2 separate regions of the Lactuca sativa genome follow, and region 2 is linked to region 1. A link is a contact called in public Hi-C data. All regions are on one chromosome and are shown on one strand. The core of a region is the stretch at or near the end of the contact, and the rest is flanking DNA. Distances in the headings are between cores, read along the strand shown. Region 1 holds the start of LOC111880551. Region 2 holds the start of LOC111919899 (ethanolamine-phosphate cytidylyltransferase).

What was found. Hi-C and Micro-C count contacts between places; a contact is called where the count stands out from the background.
Region 2: a contact with region 1 is called in a Hi-C map of leaf, with 5 times the contacts expected there. The contact joins the promoter of LOC111919899 here to the promoter of LOC111880551 in region 1. A contact is called at or near these places in 2 of 4 Hi-C or Micro-C datasets (leaf and seed).

The regions. Positions count from the first base shown.
Region 1 is chr5:200,063,745-200,068,353 of Lsat_Salinas_v11, reverse strand. LOC111880551 reads left to right here and starts at 2,515. Exons shown (of 2, transcript XM_023876973.3): 1 at 2,515-3,820. The coding sequence starts at 2,745.
Region 2 is chr5:200,299,175-200,303,783 of Lsat_Salinas_v11, reverse strand. It overlaps LOC111919899 (ethanolamine-phosphate cytidylyltransferase), which reads right to left and starts at 2,181. Exons shown (of 10, transcript XM_023915453.3): 1 at 1,934-2,181; 2 at 794-1,221; 3 at 471-706; 4 at 162-310; 5 at 1-64. The coding sequence starts at 1,149.

The sequences.
Region 1 (4,609 bases), core at 1,266-3,765:
TAAAGGCGGTAGGGGCGACATGTCAGCAACTAAACCCCTCAGCAATCACCGCTAATGCGTTTAGCAGCGATATGTTGTTGCTATTGCTGTCGTCGTTATTGTCTCGTCCCTATTTCTCAAAAATCTACGCTATTGATGGCGTTGTTATTGTTGCCGTCCCTGTTGGTGTCATCGTTATTTCCAATTAATTTCTTTCTACAAGATATTATGATCATCTTGTTCATCTCATTGGACTTCATCTTGTTCTGCATTTGTTTTCTAAAAAATCATAAAACAAGGAGCAAACAAAAAATAGCATATGAAAATTAGAGAAAAAATATTATTCACATCAAGATAACAAAGCATTCATCCATTTTTTATATTTAAAATAATTTAGAAAAACATTAAATTCAAGATTACGAAGCAAAATCTATTTATTCATATACCTCTCTCTCTCTCTCTCTCTCTCTCTCTCTCTCTATCATCTAAAATTCTAGTGGATGCGACAATACCTGAAGGTGGTTAGTGGCGGAGATCGTTTTTTTATGTTGTAGTCTCAGTGACGGAGCTTGAAGTTATGATTTGGGGGGGTCCGAAAATAGAATACGTATAAAAATTGAAAAACAGGGGGGCTAAAGTCAGATTTTATAGTTTTGGGCATAATATGTAAACTTTTCAATACTTATGGACTATATATAAAAAAATTTAGGGGGGGGGGGGGGGGGGGGGGGGCACAGCCCCCCGGCCCTATATATGCTCCGTCCATGGCTGTAGATGTTGTTTGACAATGGCTAATGACAAAGAACATTGAAAGGTGGTGTGGTTGTGAGTTTTCTGTCAGGGATTAATGGTGTAAAACATAGGAAGATGGTGTGGTGGTGTAAGAATAAGGTGGTTTTTGGTGGTGGTTGATGGTAGCCAAGGTGGTGGACATGGTTGTAGTTATGTTTTTAGAGTGAATATTAAGGGAATATATGAGAGAGAGAGAGAGAGAGAGAGAGAGAGAGAGAGAGAGAGAGAGAGAGAGAGAGAGAGAGAGAGAGAGAGAGAGAGAGAGAGAGAGAGAGAGGAATGTTGAATGTGGTGGTTGATGGAATCCAAGGTTGGATTATAGTGAATGAGAACATATGGTTGACCCATGGATTGTATACATGATGTAGGGCTTGAATTATATATGAAGAGAGCACACATATCATGAGCAATAGTGTAACACTATTAGCAACGACAAGTGGCAGCATTAGTGACGATATATTGCGGTTTCTTAACGGTGACTAGGGCATTAGCGGTGACATTGTTGAATGTCGTTGCTATTGCTAATGCTCTTGTACCCTATTATTGTCCAAATTTCTTGTATTGTTACCGTTGCATATTGTCTATTAAAAAAAATCACTTTTGTTGAATAGATTACGAATATTTTATATAAAAAGCACTGTATTGCATAAATTGCGAAAAGGACGAAACAATGCTTCATAAATGCAAATTTAACTTTTTTGTTAATTTTCAAATCTATATATGTATAAAGAAAGAAAGTTTACACATACATGCATATTATCCTTGTACACATTAAAAACACATACACAAACGCTCTCACATTATATGTTATGTATAAAAAAAGAAAGTTTACTGCAAGAATCAAGATTCCAATTAGTTTGAGTTGCATTCGTTTTCAATGCAATATTTGATTAGAAAAATTCAAGATTGCATTTCTATTTTAACCCATTGATTTTTATTAATATTAAGTCTTGAAATGGATACTGATAGTGTTAGCGAAGCAAATATTTCCATCATAACAAGTACACAAAACTGTCATGCCAGTTGCTTTTTTGCCTTTATATGACGTATCTTTTCAGCATATTTACTATTTTAGGCAAACTGTTTTTTATTGTTCGCTCTTTTTTTAGCATGGATGAGAGAACGCAAATTCTAACGAATCCTATACCATGAGGGCTTGTGTAGTTGTGCATATTTTAATATTAGTGATGACGATTAAAATCTATATCCACCCTTATAATTCATCGAAGTCAGACATTGATAAAAAGAAGAAATTCTGGTCTTTATTTATACAATTCTTTGACCAAAATTTTATTCAAATTCTTGGGTTTACTGTTGTTCTTCTAGTTTCTTCTTTGTTTGGAAGAGATAGGATTTAACTATGTACATGTGTTGAATGATGAAAGAGTGAAAGCTCTTGTTGCACCTTCATGGTAGTACTGTAAATACTATTTGAAAGGAAGGGCATATTTTATTTTATTTTAAAAGACAAAAACGTAAGAACCTAGTTGTTTGCCAAAATAGGAAAAAATCCAAAATATTTAGTGTTGTTTTTTCAAAAAATAAAAAATGGAAAGGATGACCTTACTAGTTTCTACACAAGACTATTATTTTTGCAACCATAGCCCATAATGTTCAAAAAAACATTGTGACATGTAAATCAAATTCACTCAACTCACAACCCTATATGATCATAATCTAATAAGTCCAATCTATTTTCCACACTTGAATCTATTTTCAATATTGGAATTGAAACTTTCACACTGCACATGCTTTTCTAAAAAAATTGCAGAAAATTTGCGGAAAACAGAATTAAAAAATAAAAAGAAAAAGAAAAATGAAAAAAATAGACTGATGGGCAGCTATTTATAACATTCAAGAGACCTGGTGACCTCTGTAAGTGTAAGTATTACTTTTGCTTACACAAAAGGAAACCAAAATTTTCCCAATCTCTTCTGTAAGGACGAAAAGGGTATAGAAGGGGGAGGAAAAGAATGAAGGGTAGATCGTCTTCAAAGCAAGGGAGGATTAACAGAGTAGGGGTATCAATGGAAAAAGACAAAGTTGATAAGGTTAAAGAGGAGCCTCATCTCTCTGGTGCTTACATACGTAGCCTAGTCAAACACTTGACCTCTACAAGGCCCAAAGATCCCTTCGATGGCGGAATCGTAAATATGAATGGCGAATCCTTCGGTGATCATCTCAATATGAAACAAGAATCACCACCACCACAACCACCACCTCCACCACCACAAATCAAGAAACAAGTTAGGAGGAGGCAACACACCACAAGACCTTATCAAGAACGCCTTCTAAATATGGCTGAAGCCAGGAGAGAAATTGTCACTGCCCTTAAGTTTCATAGAGCTTCCATGAAACAACAAGAAGCCGCCACCGCCACCACCACCGCCACCGCCACCGCCACTGCCACTACCGTCGCCGCCTCCGTTCCTCATTACTGGGCTATACCTACAATTGCTCCTCCTCCTCTGCCGCCACTATATCAAGAAAATCTAAATTTCCCACTTCCTAATCAAACATTAGGATTAAATCTCAATTTTCAAGATTTTAAAAACTTAGACGCAAACCTTTACCAGCATCCATTATCAATATATCCCTCTTCATCGTCATTATCATCATCATCATCATCATCATCATCATCTTCTTCTTCTTCTTCTTCTTCTTCATCTTCATCTTCATCTACTTCCTCATCTGCCGCCATTTCCGCCGGTGAAACAGCAGCTGGCATGCCGGAGGAGGTGGTAGCTGGCGGCCTACATCATGCCATGGATGATGAGGAACTCGAGGAGATTAAGTCGTTAGGAGAGCAACACCAAATGGAATGGAATGATACTGTGAATTTGATGATGTCAGCACGATGGTTCAAGTTCTTGAAAACCATGGAAATTGGACAAGAGGAAACAAAAGTTGATACCCAAAAAGATGATTTTCATGGGTTTAATCCGTTTGATCAAATTATCGAATTCCCACCGTGGTTGATAAATGCAAATGAGCAACACTTCCATGATCATTTTTCTGATGATTACTTGCAAGATCCTGCTTTATCTTGGTAAGATTCTAATTCTTTATTATTATTATTATTATTTCTGAAAGATTATATAAAGATTCAATCTTTATGAAGCTGGAGATGTTTTCTGTTCCTAGGAATTCTTTTTTTATTTAAATTAGTTATTTATTACATTGTTTTTAATGTTCATTTTGTTGGGTTCTTGGTCATATTAAGTAGTAATAAGGGGCTTCTGCAGTCATCTCTGAATAGTGGCAGGGTGAGACTTTTAAATTATGGCAGTGGAGGCCACAAAAGGTCCCCACCACCATGTTTCTTACCAGTCTGCCTTCTGAGTCACTTTTATAAATCTCATTTTCAAATTCTGTAAAATCTTCCATGACTTTTTATTTAATTTGCTCCTTGACTTATAATTTATTTTGCAATCTTCTTGTTGCATACGCCAAATGTTAAAACTTACAGTGTCTGATCCATCCTTACCCTACCCTACCCTACTCTATCCTACCCTACCCTATCTCAGCGATCAAACGAACCGAGCCAAGCCTGAGCCTGAACCAGGCTCGGGCTTGGCTCGTTAAGAATTATATAGACTCGTGCTCAGCTCGTATACTTATTTAATTATATACTTATTTATTTTAATATATAAATATAAAAATAAATTTTTTATTATATATATGTAGGTTCGTTTAGGCTCGCGGGCCTAACCAAGCTATGTAACACAGGCTCGAGCCCGAGCTCGTTTAATAAACAAGCCTTATATTAAGCTCAGGCTTGGCTCATGCTCGTTTAAGATCGACCTCGAGTCAAGCTTTTAACAAGTCGATATTAAGT
Region 2 (4,609 bases), core at 932-3,431, 240 kb before region 1:
GGCCAGCATGAAAAAGATCAAATGCTCCATCAATGTACACAACACGAGCATTCGGTCCAGGCCCCTGAATAGATAATAACAACATTTTAAAGATGAGAAGGGCATTTACGTCTTTTGACCTGTAATAAACAATAAGCAGAAAGTTGATTTAAGAAACATACTTTGCCATTTGAAAATTGCACAATTCTTCTTGATGTAGGCAAAAAGTTAGATGCATGTTTGGATTTGGAATGACTCTCTATGCTTCTTCTACTCATTTCATTACTTTCTCCATTAACTTCTTTATCTTCCATGGATGCAAGAATCCTTCCTGCATTTTGTAAGTAAAGATGTTAAAAAGCACAAAATGAATCCAAAAAGAATGAAGATCATGCCACTTAAAGCAAGAAATAGCAATGTACTTTCTATGAAAGTAGATTACCATTTCTTGATTTTCTTGTATTTAGCTGTTTTCAGTTAGAAGGTAGTACCTACAATGTCTGTGCTTGAAACACCTTCTGTTCTTTTGATCTGTTTGTAACGCCCAACTTTCTTTGCTAAAGCATATGCATCACTTCCATCAGGAAGCAAACAAGGATCATCTCCATGTATGATATAATCAATCTTATGCTCCTTAAAAAGACTATTCATAAAGTCTTCAGTAATAGCATAAGGTGCATTAGCAATAACCTCATCAACCCACTTCAATCCGCTAACAAGTGCCAACCTTTAAGAGATTAAACACCATATCATGTGAAACATAAGATTTGTATGTGTTGATGAGAGAGCAAAAGATATAAAGCATTAAGCATACCTCTCTTCCATGGATAAAACAGGAGGACCTTTGTTTTTGATGATTTCTTCATCACTTACAACTCCAACCACCAATTCATCTCCTAAAGCTTTGGCTTGTCTTAAAGCATTTGCATGACCATAATGCATAAGATCAAAACACCCATCCATGTAAACACGGATACGTTTCTTTCCGGATTTTTGCTTCTGGAGATTTCCTAAATAAGGTAACATGTATGGAATAGTAGGGAAACAAGCTATACCACTTAGATAACTTGTGGAAAGACCAAGCAATGCAGCTGTTAACATTATGCCACCAAATAGATGTGGGTGGTAGTATAGCCCATCCCAGATGGAGTAGTTTGCCTGGTATTCCATTGTTGATCCAAAGCTTTGGTTCCCAAGGGGGCTCTACAGCCCTCTTTGATGATGTAGAAGAAGACACAAACCCTGCAAAACAAATGAGGAACCCAGTTTTTGAGAAGAATATGGAAGAAACTACTGAATTTGTCATATTCATCACAGAGATTTTGTTTTCAACCATGGGTGGTGTTTGATAGAAGAAGAAGAAGTGTTAGAGCAAATGAGAGGTGCTTGGATGTGCGTCTAAAATGATTATTGCATGTTAAAGCTTGTTTGGCAATTGGAATAGATTAAGATTTTGATTTTCTGATTAATTAGGTCAAAATAAACTCTAATCTAAAAAACGTAACCATTCACGAATTGATATAAAACAAATGAATTACCAATCCTTCATATATACCCAAATTAACATCGGTTTTTAACCGAATTGAAGTAGAAATCCTCATTCCATGATGAAACGAAATTGAACGAAATTATCAGAACAAGATAACTGCGCCAAATCAAACAAGATCAACATGCGAAATGTGATGTTTTTCTGTCCAATTTTTATATGATGAGAAAAGACCTAATTTACAGTGATCGCAAGCTTAAGGGCTAAAACACAGAGCATAGCGAACCAAGTTATGATGCAAAAAACACAAAAACAGATCAGGAAACGATACCGAATTATAATCTGGCATATTAAATGCAAAACAGGAATGAGATTCGAATTACGTTTGATTACCAAATCTGCGTATGATCTGGTTAAAATTAAGAGAAAGATAGAGAAAGGAGGTTGGAATCTGAAGACAATTATTACCTTTTTGTGTTGGAATTCGTGCCTCCTCGTCTGTGTTTGTCCGTATGTTTCTGCTAGTTGCAGAAGTGGTGGAATTTGGAGTGTTTCTTTTCTTGCGTTGGTTGTATACTTGTATTGAAAATTTTATATCGTAAACAAGAAGAAGAAGAAGAAGAAGAAAAGAAAATGAGGAGCTGGTGATGCAAGCAAATAATCAAAAAAAATATCACATGGGGCAGCGAGAAGAGACACGAGGGTTGTTTTGCTGGCCTCGCAGTCCACTTGACCCAATATTACCAATAATATTATAATACAAAGTTGAAGCTTTTCTCCTTCCGTTATTTTTTTAAGGGTCACGAAACACGGTTTAGAAATTTTTTTGAAGGAAAAGATTTTTGGACTGGTTATGTGCACCAACTAATCTCATGGTAAACATAAGGAATTAGGGATGTCAAAAAGTTCTGTAGGATACTGTTCCCATGGGGCTCGTCTAGTTTGGAGGAAAAAAAATTAAAATCGGGACCGGAGGCAAGGTTAATCCTCGTTTTAATTTCGGGAATGGAGGCGGGGTAGGCAGTCTCATCACAAACCCTCATGGGGACCCCGTTAATAAATTATACATATATATTTACATATGTCAATTATATAAATATAATAAATAACATGATTTTGAGCTTTCAAAATTCATCAAAAAAAAACATATTTTTAAGTTGTTAGTATAATATTTTTAAGATGTCATAACTTTTTTATTTTTAACATGTAAAATTTTGCTATAAATAATTATTTATTACCTTAAAAATAGTTTCTTTTAGCATAAATAACAACTTCTTTTAGCCCAAAAAAAGACAACCGAAAATCAATCGTGGGCGGGGGTAATAAAGGGGATTTGGGGGCGGGGGTAATAAAGGGGATTCGGGGGCGGTGGCGGGGGATGCACTCCTCGTCCCGTTTGCCCCCGTTGACATCCCTACATAAGGCTATGCCTCGTGTCTTAGAGTCATTGCAGACGAACATTTATGGTTACAGGACTGAATAATGTCGGATTTAAACATGAGTCAATGGATTACCCATAACATCTTATATATGTCTTACTAAGTCACCACAATCCAAGTGGTCGTTTCGGCTTGTAATTTTGTTAAACCGTATTATATAGTGTTGTTTGTGCTTTTTAACTAATAAATTGTGGTTTAAACTTTAAATCATAGCACAACGAATACTAAAGACAATATACATTCATTATTCCCTAGCCATTACATGCTAAGCGGAGAATTAATTCCAAAACAAAACGGACAAATAAAGGCAAATAAATATCGTTGGACAGATTGATTATCTCTGAGTATTTTGATCATATATTAGTCCTTGACTCCTTGTAGCTCCGATTATGGATATTCAAAATGTTCTGGAAAAAAAGAGACAAGTATCTACAACTTTCATGTTTTTTATTTTTAAATTTTTAATTGTTATATCGGTCGTAATAAGCATGGAAGTTAGAAGTATTAGGTTGATAGACGAAAATCTAAATTTAATGAAGACATTTTCATCATTGTATAGCGTTGCGTAAATTATTTATCTAAATAAGTTTGGGTTCTAAAGTTAAAAATGTTTTATGTCATAAGGAACAAAAAACCACATTGCACCGCACTGCATAACGCGATTAAGAACCTTCGCGGTGAGATTTATGGTTTGGAAAATCTTAAAACCACATTATACAATGTAGTTTACGGGATTGTGTCGGGTGTTTTAGAGAGCCTATTGGGAAAGTCGGAAAAATGAAGAGGAGGGCATATGTCTAGTTATGTGGAACACATGCATTAAGGGTAGATACATTGGACCAGGCTGAAAACCACTAGCGATCATCCCACGCTCTTATGATTCACAATCTGACGCGCCAAAAAAATCATGCACAAACATCATGCCCAAACATTAAGCAATGACCTTTTTGTAAGATAAAAACTTCAACATACATATTACAGAAAAAGTCTTATTAGCTCATAAACTTGGGATGTTTTATTTCTACGGATCAAGGATACTTATAAAGACATTGCAAATCACCATGCGGCAAACTACATATTGTATTTTTGCATTATTAACCTGACTACTTACTAAACAAATGCACAATCAGTAGACAAACTCTACTACTAATATATATTACACATCTACTCATATTATGACACAACTACTTGCATTATTACATTATTATACATCTTTAATGACAAGTTTCACAAATGATTTGACACATGATTGATGTGATGACTCCTTGTTCGTCCCTCCCTCTAGAAGGAGCTGATGGGTTTTAGCCATAAGAACATCCTATGTGCTCATGCAAACCCTAATGCTTGGATCTAGGTTTCTCTATTGTACATGCAATCATTCAAGACTTTAAACCCTAGATCTAGCATATGATAATCGATAATATATATGAATTAGGGTTTAGATCATGCCTTGATTGTTATGTAGCAACAACAATCTCAAATCCTCCTTGTAATGGCTTAAGAAAGCTTAGAGTTACAAGTGTCACTCCTCTAATGGCTCACAAACACCAAGAGCAAGAGGATGAAGAAGAAGAAGAAGAAGAGAGGAGGCACCCAAAACGTGTGGAAACCCTAAGGAAACTCTTGGCCACGTTTTTGGTGCTATAGGGATCCTTAAATAGTGAGGCTATTAGGGTTATCTAACAAAGAAACCCTAATTTGACTG